Regions from separate parts of the Mus musculus genome. Here regions 2, 3, 4, 5 and 6 are each linked to region 1. The links are chromatin contacts, called in public Hi-C and promoter capture Hi-C maps. All regions are on one chromosome and are shown on one strand. The core of a region is the stretch at or near the end of the contact, and the rest is flanking DNA. Distances in the headings are between cores, read along the strand shown. Region 1 holds the start of Rfx3 (regulatory factor X, 3 (influences HLA class II expression)). Region 2 holds the start of Ric1 (RAB6A GEF complex partner 1). Region 3 holds the start of Plgrkt (plasminogen receptor, C-terminal lysine transmembrane protein). Region 4 holds the start of Insl6 (insulin-like 6). Region 5 holds the start of Rcl1 (RNA terminal phosphate cyclase-like 1). Region 6 holds the start of 1700018L02Rik (RIKEN cDNA 1700018L02 gene).

Region 1 (3,444 bases), core at 399-2,898:
AAGGGCAACTATTTCCTCTAAAGAAACACTTTAAAAGGAAGTTTTTTTTTTCTTCTGAACAGGTTTAAATCATTGTCCAAAGAAAACCAAAAAGTCAACAAAAAAGAATATGTTAAGTACACACATGCCTAGATCTTAACAGCCACAAAGAAAGTGAAATATACACACGTTTCAAGTTGAGAAGCTTCATACATTCTTTATGAACAACTTGACTTCAATTTCAACTCTCCAAGGGAAAGGAATAGAGATGAAGATGGGAGAAGGAAAAAAAAAAAAAAAAAAACTCTCAAAGTACCATAACTGTCACAAATAGCGTTGTGAACTGAGTTCTCACAAAGCTTCCTTATATCCTTTTCCTGTTCATCACAGACAAAGTCTAAACCACAATGAAAATTGTTAACACTCTCCTGTGGGGAGGGAGGTGCATCAAAGTGAAACAGAACCTCAGGACTACCCCTCCCATCTCCACATGAAGGATAAAGCGCTGTCAGTAGCCACTAACCAAAGTAGCACAGATGCCCTGCATCCGGTTTAAATCACAAGCACACACACACACACACACACACACACACACAAACCCGAAAAGGGGAGGGGGGAGAGAGAGAGAGGAGAGGGAGAGGAGACAGAGGAGAGACAAGAGAGGAAAGAGGAGAGAAGAGAAACAGAGAAACAGACTTAAAAAAAAAATCTCTCAAGAGCAGCAGAGGCCCCCTAGTTTCAATGTGTGTGCAAATGGGGGGAAGGGGGGAGAAGACTGCTGAATGGATATTAAGACTGTTTGCAGCACAAAGAAAAATACAGTTTTAAAAGAAAAAAAAAAAAAAAGAATCCCGTGAGGCCAGTGATGGTCAAATAAGTGCAGTCCGTTCAGCAGCAGGCACAGAGGGGCCGAAACGAAGGGAGCGGGCTTCGGGAAAAGTTCACCGAGGTACCAGGATAAAAATAACAAAACCCCCAACAAGGCCCCGCAAGTGAACAACAACCACCACAGCGCAGCACCTTTTGGGGACCCCCCCTGCTCACTGCTGTCTATTTCGATTTGGAAAGCAGCAGCCACCAGGCAGCTTTGCAAAGCAGCGAATTAAAGAAAGAGAGAGGGAGAAAGCGAGCCCCTTCTCTCCACCTGCCCCTCCTCCTGGGCGCCCGCGGACCTGGGGGGGACGCTCCAACACCCGCGACGGACAGCGGCGGCTTCCTAGCCCGCTCGCCCCGCAGCCCCGGCTCCCGCTCCATCCCCGAGCGCCGAGGCCGGGCGGGCAGGCGCGCGGCGCCCACACCCCCGAGCCCGCCGCGCGCGGGTCCATTGTAAACAAGCCCCCGGGACCGAGCCCCTCAAGCGGCCGCAGCCGGTGTCAGGAGGGAGACCCCGCACAGCCACGCTCGCTCGCACACACGAACACACGCACGGACACACACGCTCCCACACACATGTAGAGAGACCGAAGAATATTCACCTTGGCTGTGGATTATTGTGGTGTTGTTGGTGGGTGATGGAGATGGTGGTGGTGGGGAGGAGGAGGAGGAGGAAGAGGAGGAGGAGGAGGAGAGGAGTAGTTGTTGTTGATGGGTAACAGTCGCCAGGACTACGGTGACTATGGCGCTTGATTCACAAGGCAACGGTTGCTATAACTCACAAAAGAGAGAGAGAGGGAGAGAGAGAGGGAGCGAGGGAGAGGGAGACACTCGCGCGGGGAGGGGCGGGGGGGAGGGAGGAGGGGAGAGGGCGGGCCCGAGAGCGCCGGAAGAAGCGGCTTCGGCGCCGTGACTGACAGCTCGGAGCCCGGGCGGGGGGCTGCGGTCGGGATTCCGACGTCGGTTTTTCCCCCGAGGTGCGCTTTAAGACTTGGCGGGCCCGGGGTCAGGGCGAGTCTGCCTGGAGGAACGGGACGGAGGACGCCGGGGAAAGCTGAGGGTCTGGAGGCGAGGGCTACTTTCCGTCAAAGGAGCCCCGCCTGCCTCTGCCGCCAGCTCTGTGCCCAGCCGCCCCGCAGCCGCGAGAGGAAAAGCGCGAAGCCAGGGGAGGGGGAGTGACGACGGAGCCAACACTGTGTGAGACGCGCGCTACCGCGGAGGCAGACCCCACTTTGAAGAGCGGGCTCCACCCCGGGGCGTACGTCATTTCCTGGGCGGCCCCAGCTAATATCCCGGATGTGCTGCGCTCCTCCCCTCTCTCTCCTCTCTTCCCCCCGCCCCGCTCAGGTTTTTTTTTTTTTTTTTTTTTTTTCTCCCCTCCCTCTCCGTGGTCGCCAGTGTGGTGTTTCCCGGTCGGTCGTTTATGCCTCGCGGGTGATCCCTTTCCCAGACTCTCTGCGGCCGGCGCGGGCCTCCAGGGTCTCGGCTTTGCCCTCCCCTCCATCGAATTCCGCTTTCTCGCGCCTCCCGAGGCCGCGGGGTCCTGAGGAGCGCGGGCGGCGGGGTGTGAGCGGTGCTCCCGCCGCCATCTTAGGGAGCGAGAGCCTGGGCGCGCGAACGGTGACCCATCTCGCTCGGCGCGGCCGCTACCTCCCTGCGGAACCGAGACGCCAAGTTAGCACCCTGCAGGACCGGGAGGAAGTGCCAAGGGGAAGGGAATTCGAGCTTTCCGAGGATGAGGGTCCCTACAGGGGTGGGTTAGACCTTTCAGAGTAGCCCTCGGTAGGTCCTTAAGGGGCTCTACCCTTTCAGAGTTGACGGGATGGATCCCAGCTAGACCAATCGCCCTATTAGCTGGCATCGGTTTCTTAACAGCCTGGGGGTAGCTTGTTCTTGAGCTGTGTTGGACACGGGAACGGCTTCTGTCCATGGAGAACATTATTAGCACACAACCTGGCACCTCAAACTCGAGTTGATAAGGCACAGCTTCTGAAACCTCATGGTTCAAGCATATTCGTCCAATTCTCCTCATACTGGAGTCCAGCAGGCACGTGCCCCCAGGCCCGCCAATACCCAAAATCTCCCAACATTTGCAGCTAAGCAGCTTATCCAAGACAATAACATACTGGAAGTAGAGCCTTAAGAAGTCAGTTCTCCTCTTGAGGCTTAATTTTTGCACCGGCACATGAGGGATTTGGGCCAGCATGAGTTCCCTGTTAAAATAAGGCTGAGCTCTCTTTCTGTGCCCCAGACCTTGTGCTAAGTGTTTTACATACATTATCTCATTTAATCCTGACACCTGTTCTATTGGATACATAATATTCTCATTTTAGGGAAAACAAGCCGTCATTTTATCTTGCCTCTCTGTGCCATGAAATGCTAGGTAAAAGACATTTTAGAAACCAACTATTAGAACAATAGATTTAGCAGTAATACTGTAAGCTTTGATAATTTCATAGTTATAATGAGTTCTATTCTTGGTTATAAGTTATAATATAGTAGTTAATAAGAGAAAGAGAAAAAAAAAAAAAAAAAAACAAGCCAAGGACTAAAGTTAAAACAGGTCGTGGTGATAGCCAAAAATGACACCGT
Region 2 (3,444 bases), core at 448-2,947, 1.5 Mb after region 1:
GGAGTGGTGATGGAGGGAGAAAGTGGTGATGGGGGGGGGGTACGGGGGGACAGAAGATTTGAGCACTGGAATTGTTAGCACATTTCACAATGTTAAAGTATGATCTTTGAACCTCAGGTCGGTCTATATTATATAACGTTTCAGTCACAGTGGGTAACACTTAGGGAGATTTACAGTGAGATATTTTACCCATCACTCCCAAGTGAGAAAGGACCAGAGGGTCTCCTCCTCCTGTCCATGTTCAGGCCACTCTCACACTTCACCTTGAGCTGGTCTAAAGACTGCTGGGTCCTTGGAAGGGAGAGCAGTTTTTCTTAGGCCATGTGACCTTGGGCATATCCAGCACTTTAACTAGCGATGATCCAGCACCATCATCTGTGGTTTTCTGTGGAATTAAATCAAAGCATCCTCTTAATTTTTTTGTAGACCTTAGCTGCTACAAAAGATCACAGGAGGAGAATCCCACCCAGAAGCTCACCAGTAAGTGAGGTCAAAAAAAAAAACAATTAAAAATTACTTAGAAACATCTACACTGCCCATGATTGCAGACACACTGGTGAGGCACATGAACACACTGAAGTAGAGGTAGAGCAAACATTCTCAATGGAATTGCAGCACATTTTCACTTCCTCTGCCACGTGTACAACTCTGTCTGAAAAGTACTAGACAACGAAGTTCTTCTATGATTTTATATTGGCAAGGCAGAGACCTCTCTGGACCTCTTGATTTATCCAGCGGGTGTAACTCGGATCATCAAGATTCCGTCCACACAGATGAAAATCTGAAAAATAGTTTTCAGGTCTGCTCTGCTTAAAATATCCCAGGAATGCTGTGTTGGCCTGTGGGACACACCAGGACAGAGATTCTAGGAGATCCTCTGGAAACAAAAGGCTAGTGAGCTGGGACTTTAGTCAACGTCTTCGAAAAGCAAGCGTTAGAACAATTACGGAAAGTTACATTGTTATTAAAATCCGGATTGTTACTTTGTTGTTACTTTTAAACTTTGAAAGAGTTACAAAAAGCTGCAGCTATTTTTAAGGTTCCAGGTCCAAAAGTTGAGCACCCCTTCATTCCTCCCAACCCCCAAATTAAAAACATCAATACGGTATCTCCAGTCTGGATCAACACAAAACCTAAGTCCATTTCTTTTCCTGAACAGTTTACTGGGGCTGCAAAAGACCCCATCTGGCTTCGCCTAGCATTAATAACTAAACAGGCAGACAAGACTGAAGCACTTTAGTGACTGAATAAAGAGCCTGCCTAGAATGTAAGCTCTGTACGGCCAGGGACATCACCAGCTCTCACTTTAAACCGCAGCACACAAAGGATTTGTGGGTACAGACTCGAACCCCAAGCCTTGGAGTCGCAGAGACCCAGCTCCAAGCGCAGCCCGGGAGTCACGTGACGCGCGCTCCGCTCGCCCCGCCCCCTTCAACCCCGGAGGTCGCGCCAATCCAGGGATCGTGCAAGTGGGCCCGGCCGCTCCGATTGTCACTGACTGAGCCTGTCGCCTCATCCCGGTCCCCAGCTCCACGCGCCAGGTCGCCAGCCAGCAAGGCGTCCCGAGCCCTCGACGTCCTGCCCCGCGGCCTGCGTTCTGACGCGGGGCGGTCCGAGGGAGCCGGGCGGAGCCTCCCCGCGCCGTGCGGCGTGCTGACGCGAGCGGCGAGCGGGGCGGGCCGGCCTCGGCTCCTCCCGCCGCGGGCCCACTGGCCGCCCGCCTCCCCCACCCTCGGCCGGTCAGCGTCCCAGACTGCGTCGCGCAGCATCGCGTCGGCCCGGCCCGGCCCGGCCCCCGGGCAGATGCCCCGAGTTGCCGCTGTCGCCGCCGCCGACTCGGCCGGTGGCGGTGTGGGAGGTGGGCGCCTGGCCCGGGGCCGCCGAGCGTGACAGACACGGCCGGGGCCGCCGGGGGGCTGTCGGGGCCGCGCGCGGACCATGTATTTCCTGAGCGGCTGGCCCAAGAGGCTGCTCTGCGCGCCGCGGAGCCCGGCCGAGGCGCCGCTCCACGTCCAGTCTGACCCTCGGAGAGCGTTCTTCGCCGTGCTGGCCCCGGCCCGCCTCAGCATCTGGTACAGCCGAGTAAGTAGGCGCCGGCGTCCCGACTTCCCCCGAGCGGCCCCTGTCCGGTCCCGACTTCCCCAGAGAGGCCCGGATCTAGTCCCGATTCTCCCCGAGCGACCCTGGCCCCGTCCCGACTCCCTCCGAACGACCACCGTCCGGTCCCAACTAACCCCGGGCGAACCCAGAACCATCCTGATCACCCTCCCTATAGTGACCCTGGAACTGGCGCGACTGCCGCCGAGCGACCCCGGACCGGTCCCGACTTCCCCCGAGCGACCCCGGCCAGTCCCGACTCCCTCCGAGGGAGCGACGGCGGTCCCGTCCCAACTAACTACCCCCGAGCGACCCCAGCCGGTCCCGACTTACCCCGAGCGACCCTCGCTCTCGAGTTGGAGCCGCGCGCGGACAGTCTCCACTGCACCCCAGTCCCCGCGTGGCACCCACAGCCGCGCGCCAGGCCTGGAGCTCCCTGGCGGAGCCCAGACTTGCCTGCCTCTCTGCCCCCATTGCCGCCGAGCCAATCTGTTGGAGCGTCCCCCAGCACTCCGGCAGCTGTGGCGTCCCCGCTCCCCCACCCCCCACCCCTGCTTTAAAGGTTGTTGTTTAGTGGAGTTCCGGAAAGCCTGTTGGTCTTTACCAAGTGTCAGAATTTACAGTCCTGTGGTAATTGATTTCTGAAAACTTAAAGACTTGTTGGGTTTGAGTGTAGATATCTGGTAACTTTAGCTCCGGGTCTCCCCCACACATCACGGACTCCAGTCCTTTTCTTGGCTGCTCTTGGACTCTGGAGAGCTCTGCTGGGATGGTTGGAGAGTCGGGGAGCTCACGTCTGTCCGCGCCGCACCTGGAAATTATTATTTCCAGGCTTAGAAAGAGCATGGGGTCAGAATTCTTTGCTTTCAGCCTGGCTTTTTTTTTTTTTTCCTCCCGTGCCTTGAGTTCCGAGTAGATAAGAGAATTAACTTGAAAAAGTAAGGGGTGAATGGGCTAGCCCCCGTCCGGTTTTTGTTGCTCCTGGACATCTGTAAAAATTACAGAATTCTGAGTTTTAAGATCCCCCCCCACACACTGCATTCAGAGAGACAGTACTAATTGATGTCAGAGTGGTGGTGGTCTTGAAAAGAGACTAGAGGTTGGTTGACCTTGCCCTTGCTAGATATGTGAAACACTGGTTTTGGTTTGGTTAAACCCTTTAGATCTCTGCTTATTACCATGGTGTGCTGATAATGCCCTTGATTGTCCGCACACACAGCTGTGGTAAAACCGATGCTAGAATTTAAGCAATTTAATTGGTTTCTCTTTTACTATTACATAGTTAGGCTATTTGTCACTAAGTTTTGGCTGACCTAATTTTCAGAAAGGTATGAAAACCGCAGGTTA
Region 3 (3,444 bases), core at 558-3,057, 1.4 Mb after region 1:
TAGAGTAACCTAGCAGATGAGCATGGAGAACAGGGGTAGTTCGAATCAGTTGGGATGGTTACCCTGTTAGTCGGGCTCCAGGGGAGTATGAACTGACAGCCTGGTTTCAATGATTTCCGTGTATTCTGACAAAGACGAAGATCGCACCCTGGAATTAAGCAGCCCTTGAGCCAATCAGCTGCGAGGCTGAGCAGAGGCTGAACTACTTCCCAGGAAGGAAGAGAGAGCCTTCCACAGCCCTGGGACATCATGATTCCTCCTGACTCTCACTGTCCCACTTAGCACCCTACCAGCAGCGGCAGAGGGCACTCATCGTGGAGGGGTCTCTAGCCGTTTGCTCTCTTATCTAAGTATTGGCAGCTCACATGAGTCATTTCCAGCTGAGCCTGCAGGAGAAGTGTTATCATCCATCATGATAGTCTCTGTGGCTTCTATTTCACACAAATAATTGCACAAAATAAGGAATGCTTGACAGAAGATCAACCTTGTCAGGCTGCTCAACATCCTTTAGTTTTCTTTTGCATGTCGGAGCAGACGGTTGAATTTTTACATCTGCTGCAAGCATCTTCAAACATCTTCAAAGAAACCGACTGTTTTCTAGTACACACACACACACACACACACTCTCCCCTCAGTCCCTTGGCCTAAGGGGGTTAGCTCTCCATCCCTTGAAGTGGTCGGACAATCTTTCAGTCAATCGTCTAGAGAAGAGAAGAGAAACACTTTGAAAAGCTAGCTAGGATTTAGGCTTACCTCCTTCTGGGCCTTGCTCTCTTGGACTTGGACTTTGGATGTGTCGGGGGAAATCTCAGGTACACGGTTAAATATAGAAGGCAAACAGGAGTGTCCCTCTGGAGATCTCACCTGCCAATGAGCATGCCACACCCTGTAACTTCACCCTTGAACAGTGTTTCCAACCTCTTCTGACCATACCTAACAAAGCCATGTTGCACTCTTTCCTTAGGATGTCCCAAATACCTCCAAATGTCTCTCTCCCAGAGACACGATATTATCAGCGATAAGTAAGCGTGGCCCCAAACTGACTTATTACAGGCAACACAGACAACCACCATGTCCTATAGGATGGAGGATACAGATGTGAGTCCAGGCTGCTCCTGGATTTTTGTTTGTTTGTTTGTTTTGGGTTGAGGATGGGGAGGCAGGCGTGTCTCCTGTTCCAAGAGGCCATGATTCAAATTACTCTGGAAAGGCGTGTTGGGAAGGGTGTCCTGATTGTACAGATCCCAGACAGACTTTCCCTGGTCATCCTTGGAACCTGGATTCCATTTAGAAGGAAAGAAATTCTACACGATTTCTGTCATCCAGATTTCTTCCCTGATTTAGTACCAGAATTTTTGGCTAGTCACAACATCACTATCATTCTCAATAACTCTTCCAAACCAAGTCCCCTAGCAGGAAGCACATAACCTCTGGGGGTGTTTTGTTTTGTTTCCACTCTCGCTCTGTTGAGCCAGTTTAGCGTCATATAGGTATTTCCCTAAAGGAATTCCATTTTCCTGTCCATTGCACTCTGCAGTCTTGTCCCAACTTGGTGACAATGGTACAGAGAGATCACACTCACAGAACTGGGTTGGCAATACCTGTCAGCCTCGGAGGCATCAGCAAGAACCCAGAGCCCTGGCCTTCCCTGCCCAGCCAGAGCTGCAGCTGTGCGGGACCGTGCGACGGAGCCGACCCCTCCCTCCCAGGTGTCTGTGACCCGAAACACTCACGCGACACGGTGCGGGGACGGTGACCGCAGCAGAGGCCTCTAGCCAGAGCTCCAGAGCGATCAGCGCAGGGACAGTACCTTGCTTCGGCAGAGCCCCAGGATTGGTTGGCTATGACAGTGGATCACGAGCTTCAACCAATCAGCGTGGCCTTTGGCTCCCTTAAGCGCTCGGGTGCCCGCGGAGGCCTGGGGTGTTCTTCCGGTGCAGGCGCCTGGAGCCGGGAGGTGGGCGGGGCGGGACAGAACCGCAAATTCCAACCTGCATGGTCTTGTAAGGTGCGTGATTTTGAGGGAAGGCCCAAGGAAGCAGCGTGGAAATGTTTCAAGTCCTCGGAGTCCGGTGCCTCAAAAACAAAACAAAAACAACAACAAAACCCATCACCAAATCTCGCTTAAAGGTAACCAGGGAACAAAAGCAGACAGTGACCAGAATTTCCGTATTTCCCTATGCGTTTTCCATATTTCGTACTCCTACCAGAATTGTCTGTCTATAGTACAACTCCGAACTTCACTAGGAAACACTGGACCCATTAGCACTTACTATGTAACCGGTTGGGGAAATAGTATGTGAATCACAACCTTTAGGAAGGGCTCTGCATTAGCATGTGTTGGCTCCACACCTTAGAGAAGGCAATCTAGCCTCTTCCAGGCATATCTAGCCTCGCAGGCTTGTATAGATGTTTTTAGTTCCAGTGTTCCTTATTCTGACTTTTAGATCCCTCATTCCAAACATTACTTGGATGGGAAAATTGCAACAGAATCTTTATTTAGTTCTATTTGTGGGAGGAGATGGGTGTTGCTAGGAGTAAATGCTTTTGGAGAGAAACAAGTAGCCCATCCCTAAGGTAGGAAGTAGTGTCTATACGTGCAGACTAAACTTGTCTCCGTTCTGTTCCCAGCTCTGTAACCTGTACGAGGAACAGAGGTCGTTGTACCTTCAGATAAACACTGTGGGAACCAAGAATGTTAAACACACAGGGTTGTAGCTTCAAAGAGAAAGATTTAGAATGTGTTTTCCGCCCAGAAGACTGGGAGCAGAAGTGGTTAACATTTGCACTGTGTGTGCGAGACCTCACCAGATCCTTCCCTCATCATGAGCTGTTTTTCTCAGTCAATCTATAGAACCTATCTTTATGGATAATGTCACATGCAGTCACCCTAGAGACCCCATCTTAATCTATGTTCTACCTTTTCAAAGACTTACATATTCTAGATAGTTCGTATAAATGAAACGGACTTCTTTTGTTTTTGTTATTTTTTTTTTGTTGTTGTTGTTGATGCTGTTGTTGTTTGAGACAGGGTTTCTCTGTGTAGCCCTGGCTGTCCTGGAACTCACTCTGTAGACCAGGCTGGCCTCGAACTCAGAAATTTGCCTGCCTCTGTCTCCCAAGTGCTGGGATTAAAGGCGTGCACCACCATGCCGAGCTGACTTCTTTTACTTTAACACTAGTGTGTGTGTGTGTGTGTGTGTGTGTGTGTGTGTGTGTGTATCTAAGCTATAGTAGGGGCTGGTGAGATGGCTCAGTGGGTAAACATGCTTACCACCCTGAGACCCAGTTCTATTTCTGGGCTCCACATAGTGGAAGGGAAGAACCCATTATTGTTAGCTGTCTTCTGACATCCCTAACTGTTCCACGTATGAGTGTGCACTTGCGCACACAGAGAGTAAATACATGTTAAATGGAAAGAAAAATTAAACAGGTAAACTATAG
Region 4 (3,444 bases), core at 527-3,026, 1.3 Mb after region 1:
GGTCTTTCTTTCCAACCCCCACTTGCAGTGTGAGGTTTTGCCAGGCTCGCTCTGTCCCCTGAAGCTGGAGGGCGTGGCTTCCCGTCCTTTTCTGCTATTACAGTGAGTAAGACAGAGTTATAACTAAACAAAAAAAGCAAAGATTAAAGGGAGCAAAATGCAGTAAGAAAAGAGGAAATAGTCTAGGTAATACATGGTTATTAATTCTGTAACATTTGAAATCAAACAGAAATGAATTCCTATGAAAATCTTGACAGACACAGATATATGAAAGCTACGCACATCGATGACAAAGAGATCGAAAGCAAAACTAGTCACACATAGATGGTTTTAGGGGTGAATTCCACCTAGTTGCAAAGGAAAGTAGTTTACAAGCAGTTCCACTTCATTTTATGACTCTCATTAATTCCTTATTTCCAAGTCAAGTAAGAACATTGATTTTTTTTTAAAGTTCTGATAAGTTGCTTCACTTACAAACACTGCTTTGAAAAAAACTATAAAATTAGTTAAGGGAATCTACAAACACATTTTACAACATAGGAGAAAGGCTAATATCAGAATGGCAAGGGTAGGTCAAGACCACGAGATCTCTATGCAATTCAGCACGCTAGTTCACCTTCAGTGCTGCTGCAAACCACAGAGAAGCTTCATCTGTCCCCATACTACAATCTACCTATCTGCATCGATGAGCTATCCATGCCGAGACTCATCTCATCCGCCCTTGTCCTTCCCTGTGCCCTTTATTAAGTTTTCACTTCACATGAATTGCTCCGTTGGCTTTGCTCTCCCTCTCTCAGCCCTTCTGGACGAACCTTACTGCCCTACGCTGTTGCTTCTTTTCCCCTCCTGTTCAGCACATCCTGACCTCCTCGCTCTTCCCCGTATAATTCAGACAGCAGTGTCTTTCCCCTAAATAAACTTTTCCTCTAAATAAACGCCCCCAATCCCATCCCATCCTATCTATGTGACTAGTTCCTCATCACCTATATCTATCTTCTGACAATGCCCCCGACAGTGGTTAATTTCAAATGAGCAAGAATTTATTTGACTCGTGATTTGAAGATGCTCCAGGGTCCAAGGACTTTTCCTGTAGCATCATCCCATAGCGGAGGTGCCGGAAAAGGAGGATGAAGTGATCTTGCAACAGATTCACTCAGGACAATCCACTTCTGTGATAATGGCCTGACTCCGTTTCAAGAAAATTTAATTCCCTCACTTCACTTCCTAACGCTGCCCTGGAGATTAAGCTTATAACACACGGAATTTGGGGTATACATGAAACCTAAGGCCATCTTTTTAATAAGGCCTACTCTGAACAAATTATTTCTTCTAAGTCTAAAGTGAACTTCATATAAGTCTGTATGGTTTTTAAAACTGTATTCACACGTACACTAGGTACAAATTCTATTTCCTACAGAAATTCACTGGCAGAGCAAAGTCAAGGATAAGAAAAGAGGAGTTTGCACACTGATAAGCTACCAAGCCTTCCCTTCAGAGTTTTACCTGGGTTTGTGAATCTTCTCCAGGCGGAGGAAGAAGGGTGAGGGTTGAAGGCTTTGCCCTTGCGTGAGTAGTGGGGAAAGAACTGTGTCATAGGACTTTGCTCCTCCATCTCGAACCGGCTCCAGTCACTTTGGCCACAGAGTTTTATAACTTCTATCAGCAGGTGCCTGCCGCACAGCTTCCTGGGTCTGGATTCCTCTTCCTCTTCCCTGGAGAAAGGAGTCAGTAGGAGTCCAAGCCACAACAGACAAGAACAGCACAGCTGCTTCATCCCTGGGCTCCGCCACAGGGCCGGGCGCGCTGCAACGGCCGTCGCCCCGCCCCCGCCCCGCCCCGCCCCGCCCCGCCTTCGCCACCCACCACGCCCCCAGCCACGCCCCTCTCCGCACCGCCCTCGGGTTGCCCTCCCTCGCAGGCAATCTTCTCCAGAACACTTTGGTTAGGTGCGGGGTGTTCCAGGCTTACATGGACTTCCGGCTTGCAGAAAGTTGAAATTAACAGGCTCTTTTGGCCTCAGAAATGCAAGTTTTAAAATGTCTTCTTTTCCTAACTTTATTCATTCATTTTCCTTGTCGTCAAAGTTGAAATTAACAGGCTCTTTTGGCCTCAGAAATGCAAGTTTTAAAATGTCTTCTTTCTCTGACTTTATTCATTCATTTTCCTTGTCGTGCGCTCCAAGAAACTGCCTCATGAAATATGAGAACCTAGGACTCTGAGATGCAGCATCCCCCCCACACCTGGAATGTGATCTTCTTTTTGCCTAGTGTTTACAGGAGCCATTTCTTCCCTTCGGAGAAACTTATCTCCTTCATGGATTATATTTTTTAACTTTAAAAAATTGGTACTGGAACTAGAGAGATGTCTTGGCAGTTAGGAGAACTTGCTCTTGCCGAGGATCCGGGGTCGCTTCCCTGTACCAACAAAGCAGCACATGGTAGTCTGTAACTCCGGTTCAGTACCAGTCATACTCGTGGTGCATATACAGACATGCAAGCAAACACTCATACATATCAAATAAAATAAATAAACCCTTTTTAAAAATTACTCATTCCATCGCGGTGTCTTCTCACATCTATCGCACTGTACTTCACTCTCTCTTACTCGCCTCCCTTAACCACCCTCTCCCAGTTCCTGCCTTTAGTAATTCCCCTTTTTGCTTTTTTTTAATTACATGTCCTCTATTAATTGATTGCCTCCTACCTTCTTTAAGCACTCATCCCTCTCGGAATCCCTTTTGTAGTTTCATGACCTACAAACACAAACATTTAAGCATACACATATATAAACACACAAATACATAGTTTTAAGTCTAGATTCTACATGTACATAAAAGCATCATTTAGTATCCGGTTCCCGGTAAAAATTGCCTTAATTTATTTATATGAGCACATTCTTTTTTACAATAAATTATCATCACCATTATTATTATTATATTATTATTATTATTATGATGTTTATTTACTGCTGATGTGTGTGTATAAGTTGGATCCAGTTCTCTCCATGCACCATATGGGACCCCAAGATCGTTGTCACATTGTCAGGCTTGGCAGCAAGTGCCTTAACCCGCGAAAGCATCCCACTGCCTGGGAATGCATTCTTAACTGCTACACACTATTATTAGCAGGATAATGGCTGAATGGATTTATTTAACTGAAAAAAAATTATTTGCATGCCTAATTTTGAGTGAATAAGTTCTAATATTATAAAATTAATTTCAGATGTATTTACTAGAATCCCATACTATTAATTTTACTCCAGAACATTGTCATAAAATATTTGTCTTTCTGAATCAAATGTACTTTATTTAACATAATATACACTTGTATCCATTTTCCTACAAAGGTCATAATTTTGTGGGTTTTTTCTTCATAAATGTATTCAAATTTCATTGTGCATATGTACCACATTTCTTTTTTTTTAATTGGCTTTTATATTTAAATA
Region 5 (3,444 bases), core at 382-2,881, 1.1 Mb after region 1:
AAGCTGGGAAGGGATACAGGGAAAGAAGCCAGGAGATGGTGCTTAACCAAGAGGATGCCACAGCCAGAAACTGGAGCTGAAAGGACACCCCAGAGTTACCTCCTGGATGTGCAAAGAGAGCCTGGGTATTTCCATGTCAGCCCAGGACAGTCATTGCCTGAAGACTAGGAGAATTGATACCTCAGTACTATTGGCCTGCAATTCCAGGTGGGTTTGAAAATCTAGAAGCAGAGGTGAGACGCTGATGGAATAAAACTCAGAAGGTCTCCATTGAAAGCAGTGAGCTCTGAACGGATGTGAGCATTCTTTATTGAATAATATCTTTTTTCTAAAGACTATTGAGTAATTAAACGAGATAGCATTAAAAAAGAAAATGAAAAATCCATTCCTGATGTGAAAGTACCCCTGGTGCTTTAGTATTCTTCACAACAACGTTTAGAGGAGAGCCTATGGGTCCTGGAGCTTTTCCAAAGAACGCTGCCTGTCAGATGCCGCTTAGCTGTGTAAAGGCAGTCTTAACAGAATGGCGTTGTGGTAAGTGGGTTAGCTGCCTCAGTGGATTTCAGGGCTGATCCGTAGACTCTTCTCTGATGGCCACTGATGCTCCTCGGGGTTTCCTTGGGACTCTCACTCGCTTAGGATGGCCCCCTTTTTTTTCTTTCTCCAGCTTCTACTCCATCCTTCACTGTGCTTTCTGGGACTTAAGGTCTGGGGTTACAGCCCGTGAATGGCTGGCTGTAAACCTAACACTAAGACCACTGCGTTCCTAAGTTGGTAGTCATTTGATTGTTTTTTTAATGGAGGCGTGAAACAGTACAATATTTAGAAAGGTTTTGTAGTGCAAGCTTGGATGACAGGACAGATGGAAAAGCAAGATCTCCACCCACCCATCCCCCGTGCATGCATGAGCATGTATGTCTTGAAGTTATTGCAACTGTCCATTTTGAGTCATGCGAGGTTACAGATATGTCTTGACACCAAACTCAAAGAATATGAACGAAGGGGCAGCTGAGAAAGGGACAAAGAGAGGCCCCTCATTACAAAATAAGCAGCGGTCTCTTGTCTAAAGGCTCGGGGTCCTAGTTCAGGCAGCCTCTGACAGCTTGGCAATTTCCCGGGAGTGAAAGATTGCAGGCTGCACCTCAGAGGATTTCGGCTCAGACCCAGACAAGGCGCCTACAACAGGGTAAGCGTGTCAATCCTGTTCTCTTCGGTGGCAGGAAAACGCGGGAGAGGCTAGCTAGCATCCTTGCCCGGGGCTGCCGTAGGTACGTTGCTAAGTACCACCAGCTGTGGGCACCCAGGCGGAGCCATTGCCTCCTTTATCGCATAGGCCGTGAAAGTCCGGCACAGACAGACAGACAGACCCCCAAGGCGTCTGGGCGCCGGGGTTTCCCCGCAGCACTAACTGGGTCCCTCCAGCCGCGCGCTGTTGCTGGGGCCCGGGCACCGCCCTCTTTCACTACCGGCCAATGGCAACGCGGCATGAGCACCGCCCAGCTACAGCGCAGACCAATGGCGACGCAGAGAGGGCAACACCCAGATCCCTCGTGGGCCAATGGTAGTGTGCCTCGGAGGCCGGGCCGCCCCAGCCAGGGGAGGAGGCGGGCGGGCGGCCGCTGGCTCCGCCCCGCTCCCCTCTGACCCGGTGTCTAGTCGCTCTGTCTTCCTGTTCTAAACCACGTGGACGCGTCGGGGGCTGCCTTGGTCCTGGTCGCGCTCCCGGGTCCCGGGTCCCGGGCCTCTGCGGACGGCGCGCACATGGCGACCCAGGCGCACTCACTCAGCTACGCGGGGTGTAACTTCTTGCGCCAGCGGCTGGTCCTGTCCACCCTGAGCGGGCGACCGGTCAAGATCCGCAGGATTCGCGCCAGGGACGACAACCCGGGCCTCCGAGGTGACTTGGGAGGGGGCGCGAGGAGGGAGGACCCGGGGTCGTAGCCCGGAGTGGCCACTGGGCGCGTGGGAGGGATGGTGGTCGGGCGACAGATCTGTCCGCGAGCTGCGCCACGCGTGGAAGGATGCCCTGTGGCTCCTGGGCACGGGTAGTAAACAGCTGCACGTTTTCCTGGCTAGCTTGTTGCTACGAATCGTAGGCATCGCCCACTCGCTTCCCTCTCTTGAGTCTCTTGCTTTCGCCATAAACCTCCCTGGAGAAAAACAAACAGTTTATTGGACCAACATCTAGTGATTGAGTGAGACATTAGAGAGAAAAGTACCACAGATTGGTTTCCCAATCTCATCCAAAGCAGGTCTCTGAAACCGCTGCCCCGCTTGGACACCAGTTTTTGTCGCCATTATTTATCTCCTCCCCCCCCCACCACACCCCCGCCCTATCTCTTCGGAAGTGTATTATAAAATTTTATTTTTAAACGATGCGCTTGTTTCTATTAGTCACCGATGTGCGCAGTAGCGAAGCTTTGTAATAGGGTTTTGTTTTGTTTTTCTTGAACCGGAGTCTCATGTTGCTCAGGTTGCCTTCAAACTATGTATGTAACTGAGGATGCCCTTCAAGTCCTGTTCCTTCTACCTCCCCACCTCCCGAGTGCTGGGATTACAGGTCTGCTCCTGAGCGCTCAACCAAGATAGTTTTTACGTCGTAGACGTAGTTGTCTTGGCTTAAGGAAAAGGAAGGCCAAACATTAAACTGCAGGCTTCAAAGGTCTTATTGATTTATCTGTCTCACAAAGGTAGATAGATAGGTTGAACCCATCATTTGAACCCGCGTCTTGTTAAATGGCTTTGGTTTGCAGCTGTTCCCCTAGAATTTAGGTGCGTGTTCAAAAGTGTCTCCAAGATCCCTTCTGATAAAGACAATTGAACCAATTAAAACCAAAAAGAGAAAAAAAAAAAAAACTATCAGTAGCCTGAAAGGGGGGGGGGGGTTGTAGTTCGTTCAGGAGACCTCCTGGGTCAGGCTGGTATGTTTATTTTTGCGAGGTTTTTTTTTTTTTTTTTCTTTTCTTACTAGAGGGCTAGATTATTTCATCATGTCTGAATTTTTTTTTAATAATTTCATTGCTACCACTGTAAACGTTTTGTGCATGGTGATGGAAATAGGTTAGGAAAGAAAAAAAAAACAGAAGGCTTGTTAAGGGAGTGAGTAAAGTCTGTCTTCCCTGTTGGAGAGAGCACTGGGCTTGGTGACACAGCCTTGTAATCCTAGCACTCTGTAGGCTGAGGCAGGAGGATCCCAAGTTCAAGGCCAGCTTGGGCCACACAGTGTGTCTCTGAGTTAGAGGTCAGCCTGGTCTACACTTGTGAGTTCTTTTTTTTTTTTTTTTGGTTTTGTTTTTTTGTTTTTTGTTTTTTTCTTTTTCGAGACAGGGTTTCTCTGTGTAGCCCTGGCTGTCCTGGAACTCACTTTGTAGACCAGGCTGGCCTCGAACTCAGAAATCCGCCTGCCTCTGCCTCCCGAGTGCTGGGATTAAAGGCGTGCGCCAC
Region 6 (3,444 bases), core at 689-3,188, 1.0 Mb after region 1:
CCTCTGAGATCTGTAACTTTTCCCAGCTGAACAAAGACCTAGCTGCCTGTGTGGACCTTGAACTCTGAACTGCAAAGACTTCTCTCACGAACTTTATTTAGTTCTCCTAGCAGAGCCAGAGCATCCGCAATTCCAACCCTGATGAAACTGAGTCAGGAGGATTACTCCAAATTCAAGACTAGCCAGAGCAACTGTCTGAGACCCTGTTAAAACAAAACAAAACAAAAAACCTACTTCCAATAATGAATCTTCAAAGTTTGTATTAAGAAAGTATTTGTCTTTCTGTGTCATAAAAATGAACTGAGCATTAAAACTGCCGAGTGGGTGGCTGAACAACTTTGTGTGTTCAGCTCCTTGGTCTCTGTAGTCTCTGTCCATGTTTCAGAGATGCAGTCCTGGGCACCCTGAGGCTTAACAGGGGTTAACGTGTAGCAAGAAACATTGTTTCTTCATTTTTCAGAAATGTATTTAAATACCCTTTCATTTACTCTTTTCAAATGTTCTGTGTTTTCCTACCCATGAGCATTCTTTGCCACCCACAGTCAGGCCAGCTCTGAGTCGGTATGCAGGTCACCCCTAAAGACTTCTACTGTACTTTGGATAGCAGCAAAGTCTTCAGGACTTGGGACTGTTTGCAGTAACTCGCATTGCAATCTGTTGCACTAAGAACATTTAGCAAGAGTCAAATAACCTTTCGATAAACTTTAATTAACTGCAGCCTTTATTATTTCTTAAGGTCGACATTAGAAGAAAACGAAAACATGCTTGAGGGGTGCAGAGGATCGAGCCAAAGAAACTGAAAACTGTGGGTTTTCACACACCCCCACCCCCACGCACACACTTGAATATCAGTGTCTTTTAAACAAACAAAAAACACCCTTTCCTAGAAACTAGCTATACACCCGCCAGGAGGGAGTGGAGAGGTAAATAAATCGCGGTAGATTCAGCAGACACAGGGTAAGCAGTGCAGTGCGGAACCGGACAACGTCTCCATATGGGATGGCAGGCTGAATGCAGTGTGCGAAAACACTGATGTGGAGTAAGTAGATGGTAACTTGATACACTGAGGTTGTAAGAAGGAGCTTTACACAAAGACATTTCCAGAAGGAGATAGACTGTTTCTCTCCGAGGTTCTGGGCTGAGGTAGGGACTAAGAGAAAACTTTGCTTTTTACTTTATACATTTCTGTCTTCCCTCCTCTCCCTGGCCTTTACTTTCTTTTTTTTAAAACCTTGAACAGGTATTATTTCTGTGTAAATAAGCTTCAAATGAATTTTCAAAATAGGCACTAGTTTGAAATTGAAGGTCAACACTATTGTGGAGAAACACATCTAGTGCAAGCTTTTAAAAAATAGTTTACAGCTGTTAGTTGGCTGGCGCCTGGAATCCCAGCACTCACTAGGGAGGCTGAGACAGGAGGATGTCAAACTTAAGTTAAAGTTATCCTTGAATACATCGAATGACACTGTCCCAAAAAATAAATTTAAAAATGCTTTTCTTAAAATAGAACTTACCACAAACCCACCCTTTGTAAAGTGTTGGCTAGATTTTTTGTGCTGAGTTAGAAGACTTTGGAAGGAGAAACACAGCAATCGTTTATGTAACTGTTACAAGGACAACTTTAGTGACTAAGAAATGTCTGGGGGCATCAAAATCTAAGCCAACTTTGTGACTGCAATGAAAATAAGTAATACTTGACCTTGCAGAGAGAAAGGTCAGAATTACAAGATCCCACGGAGCTTACCATGGGCGGGAGGGGGGGGTGTAGGGAAAAAAAAAAAAAAGAAGCTAGCCCTGGCAGAGCCAAAGCCTGCCTTCTGCATACAAGGACACGTGGAGAGACAGGCACAGCTCCCCCCGGCTGGACCCCCACCGCAGCTGCCAGCTGTGTCGAATGAGCTTCTAAAAACAAAGCCAAGGGCTTTCCTTCAGTCTTTGAACTTCCTAGTCCTTTCCTTCCCCCTCCCCCATCTACCCGAAGCTGCCCACGGAGGCCAGAGGATTCGGGGCGCAACGGCTCTTTCCCCAGGCGAGGTCGGGGAGCGCTGCACCCGCGTCGCAGGACCCTCGACCCCGGCCCGCAAAGCCCCGCCGGGACGATCGCACGCCGCCAGCCCTCGGTCTCAGCTCCCACCTGTGCCCTGCAGCATGTTCTGGCGGAGCAGGTCCCCGCTGGAGAGGTGCTTCAGCTCGAAGTGTTTGGTGATGCGTGACGACACGGTGCCCTTGCCGGAGCCCGGGGCCCCCATGATCACGGCGCGCAGCAGCCGCCCCGACGCCCCCATGGTGGCTGGCGGTGGTCCGAGCTGCGCAGACGCTGGTCTGTGGCCTGGCCTGCGCGCTCACAGGCTCCGCGGCCCTGGAGGGCTGGCAGCTGCAAGCGGGCGGTGGCCAGGACGCCCGGCTCTCCCGGAAGTGAGCGACGGCCACCGGGGCCGCCCCGCCGGCTGCTGCACCGCCCCTCCGCGCCCCTGCACCCCACTCCCTTGAGCTCCACCCGGCGCCTCTTGGCATCCCCAGACCCTCGTGCCCTGTGCTGCCTGGTCCCAGCCTGCAGGCTGCGCCCGTCTGCATTCTCCCCAGTGGACAACCTCTGAGCACCCCGTTCTACTTCTAGTCTCCCGCTGGCACCTCTGAGTGCCTGGATTTCATTTTTTTCCCCCCTCTGTGTTCACCTTTTTCACCCTTAGTCTTTTCTAAGAGCCAAGTTCTGTCCTGCTCAGACCCAACAGGAAGCAGCATGCCCCCGTGTTGTGTCCCCTCGGCCCCTCTGGTTCACCAGGTGTTCCCCACCTTTTCACACCAATCCTCCCTTGACCTTCTTCCCTCTGCCTTTTCACCCCATTTCCTTCTCCTCCAGGGGTGACCTGGAACCCTCCTCACAGAAGCTTTCATCAAGTGAAGTATGTGTCTCATCTCCCTGAATCCACTTTCAGAACCAAAAGTAGCTGTCACCGTTAACTTCCGCAGAGGTCAAACATACTAGCTCCTTCAGAAATGCATTCATTTCAGGAAGAGCTACCCAGTGCCTACTGTGTGCCACTGTACTTAGAGGCCTCCGAGAATGCTATGCTGAACAAACCCGAGTTTCTACTGCTGTCCGTTTGTTTTCTTGCTTGTTTGTCCAGGGGTGGAAGTAAGGCTTTTTGAAACAGTACTGTGAATAAAAACAATAACAAACCAGCAGGCAGCAGTGATAGACGTCTTTAAACCCCGCACCCAGGTAGAGGCAGGCAGATCTCAGGATTCCTGGCCAGCCTGATCTACAGAGCGAGTTCCAGGACAGCATGGGCTACACAGAGAAACCCTGTCTTGAAAAACCAAACAACAACTAACCAGAAGGTGTGGGAGGGAGCAGTGATGCCCTGGCGTGGGCTCTGAAAACTGAAGTACAGAGAGGGAGAGTGAGGTACGAACGGATGCAGAAGAGAAGCGATTGAGTCT

What was found. Promoter capture Hi-C pulls out the DNA fragments that hold promoters and counts their contacts. Hi-C and Micro-C count contacts between places; a contact is called where the count stands out from the background.
Region 2: a promoter capture Hi-C map of pre-B cells shows a contact between it and region 1, with 4 times the contacts expected there. A contact is called at or near these places in 3 of 39 promoter capture datasets (hippocampal neurons, liver and pre-B cells), 1 of 130 datasets of targeted methods (astrocytes) and 2 of 9 other capture datasets (adipose tissue and liver).
Region 3: a contact with region 1 is called in a Hi-C map of pre-B cells, with 4 times the contacts expected there. A contact is called at or near these places in 7 of 39 promoter capture datasets (the 3T3-L1 cell line, 3T3-L1-derived adipocytes, cranial neural crest and 3 more), 3 of 484 Hi-C or Micro-C datasets (CD4 T cells, Sertoli cells and pre-B cells), 4 of 130 datasets of targeted methods (astrocytes, cardiomyocytes, embryonic forebrain and 1 more) and 1 of 9 other capture datasets (adipose tissue).
Region 4: a promoter capture Hi-C map of pre-B cells shows a contact between it and region 1, with 3 times the contacts expected there. A contact is called at or near these places in 4 of 39 promoter capture datasets (the 3T3-L1 cell line, cranial neural crest, liver and 1 more) and 1 of 484 Hi-C or Micro-C datasets (pre-B cells).
Region 5: a contact with region 1 is called in a promoter capture Hi-C map of pre-B cells, with 3 times the contacts expected there. A contact is called at or near these places in 4 of 39 promoter capture datasets (the 3T3-L1 cell line, cranial neural crest, liver and 1 more), 3 of 484 Hi-C or Micro-C datasets (B cells, embryonic stem cells and pre-B cells) and 3 of 130 datasets of targeted methods (astrocytes, cardiomyocytes and extraembryonic endoderm stem cells).
Region 6: a contact with region 1 is called in a promoter capture Hi-C map of pre-B cells, with 3 times the contacts expected there. A contact is called at or near these places in 6 of 39 promoter capture datasets (the 3T3-L1 cell line, the HPC-7 cell line, hippocampal neurons and 2 more), 1 of 484 Hi-C or Micro-C datasets (pre-B cells) and 4 of 130 datasets of targeted methods (the NIH/3T3 cell line, astrocytes, extraembryonic endoderm stem cells and 1 more).

What each region holds. Positions count from the first base shown.
Region 1 is chr19:28,009,518-28,012,961 of GRCm38.p6, forward strand. Rfx3 (regulatory factor X, 3 (influences HLA class II expression)) reads right to left here and starts at 1,649. Exons shown (of 17, transcript NM_011265.3): 1 at 1,455-1,649.
Region 2 is chr19:29,520,585-29,524,028 of GRCm38.p6, forward strand. Ric1 (RAB6A GEF complex partner 1) reads left to right here and starts at 1,698. Exons shown (of 26, transcript NM_001081319.1): 1 at 1,698-2,082. The coding sequence starts at 1,939. It overlaps A930007I19Rik (RIKEN cDNA A930007I19 gene), which reads right to left and starts at 1,403. Exons shown (of 4, transcript NR_015567.3): 1 at 1,306-1,403; 2 at 264-385.
Region 3 is chr19:29,360,064-29,363,507 of GRCm38.p6, forward strand. It overlaps Plgrkt (plasminogen receptor, C-terminal lysine transmembrane protein), which reads right to left and starts at 1,808. Exons shown (of 6, transcript NM_026362.2): 1 at 1,734-1,808; 2 at 754-864. It also overlaps a transcript of Cd274 not described here.
Region 4 is chr19:29,323,542-29,326,985 of GRCm38.p6, forward strand. Insl6 (insulin-like 6) reads right to left here and starts at 1,777. Exons shown (of 2, transcript NM_013754.1): 1 at 1,504-1,777. The coding sequence starts at 1,774.
Region 5 is chr19:29,099,744-29,103,187 of GRCm38.p6, forward strand. Rcl1 (RNA terminal phosphate cyclase-like 1) reads left to right here and starts at 1,632. Exons shown (of 9, transcript NM_021525.2): 1 at 1,632-1,897. The coding sequence starts at 1,762.
Region 6 is chr19:29,045,545-29,048,988 of GRCm38.p6, forward strand. 1700018L02Rik (RIKEN cDNA 1700018L02 gene) reads left to right here and starts at 1,939. Exons shown (of 1, transcript NR_028360.1): 1 at 1,939-3,185. Ak3 (adenylate kinase 3) reads right to left here and starts at 2,417. Exons shown (of 5, transcript NM_021299.2): 1 at 2,135-2,417. The coding sequence starts at 2,285.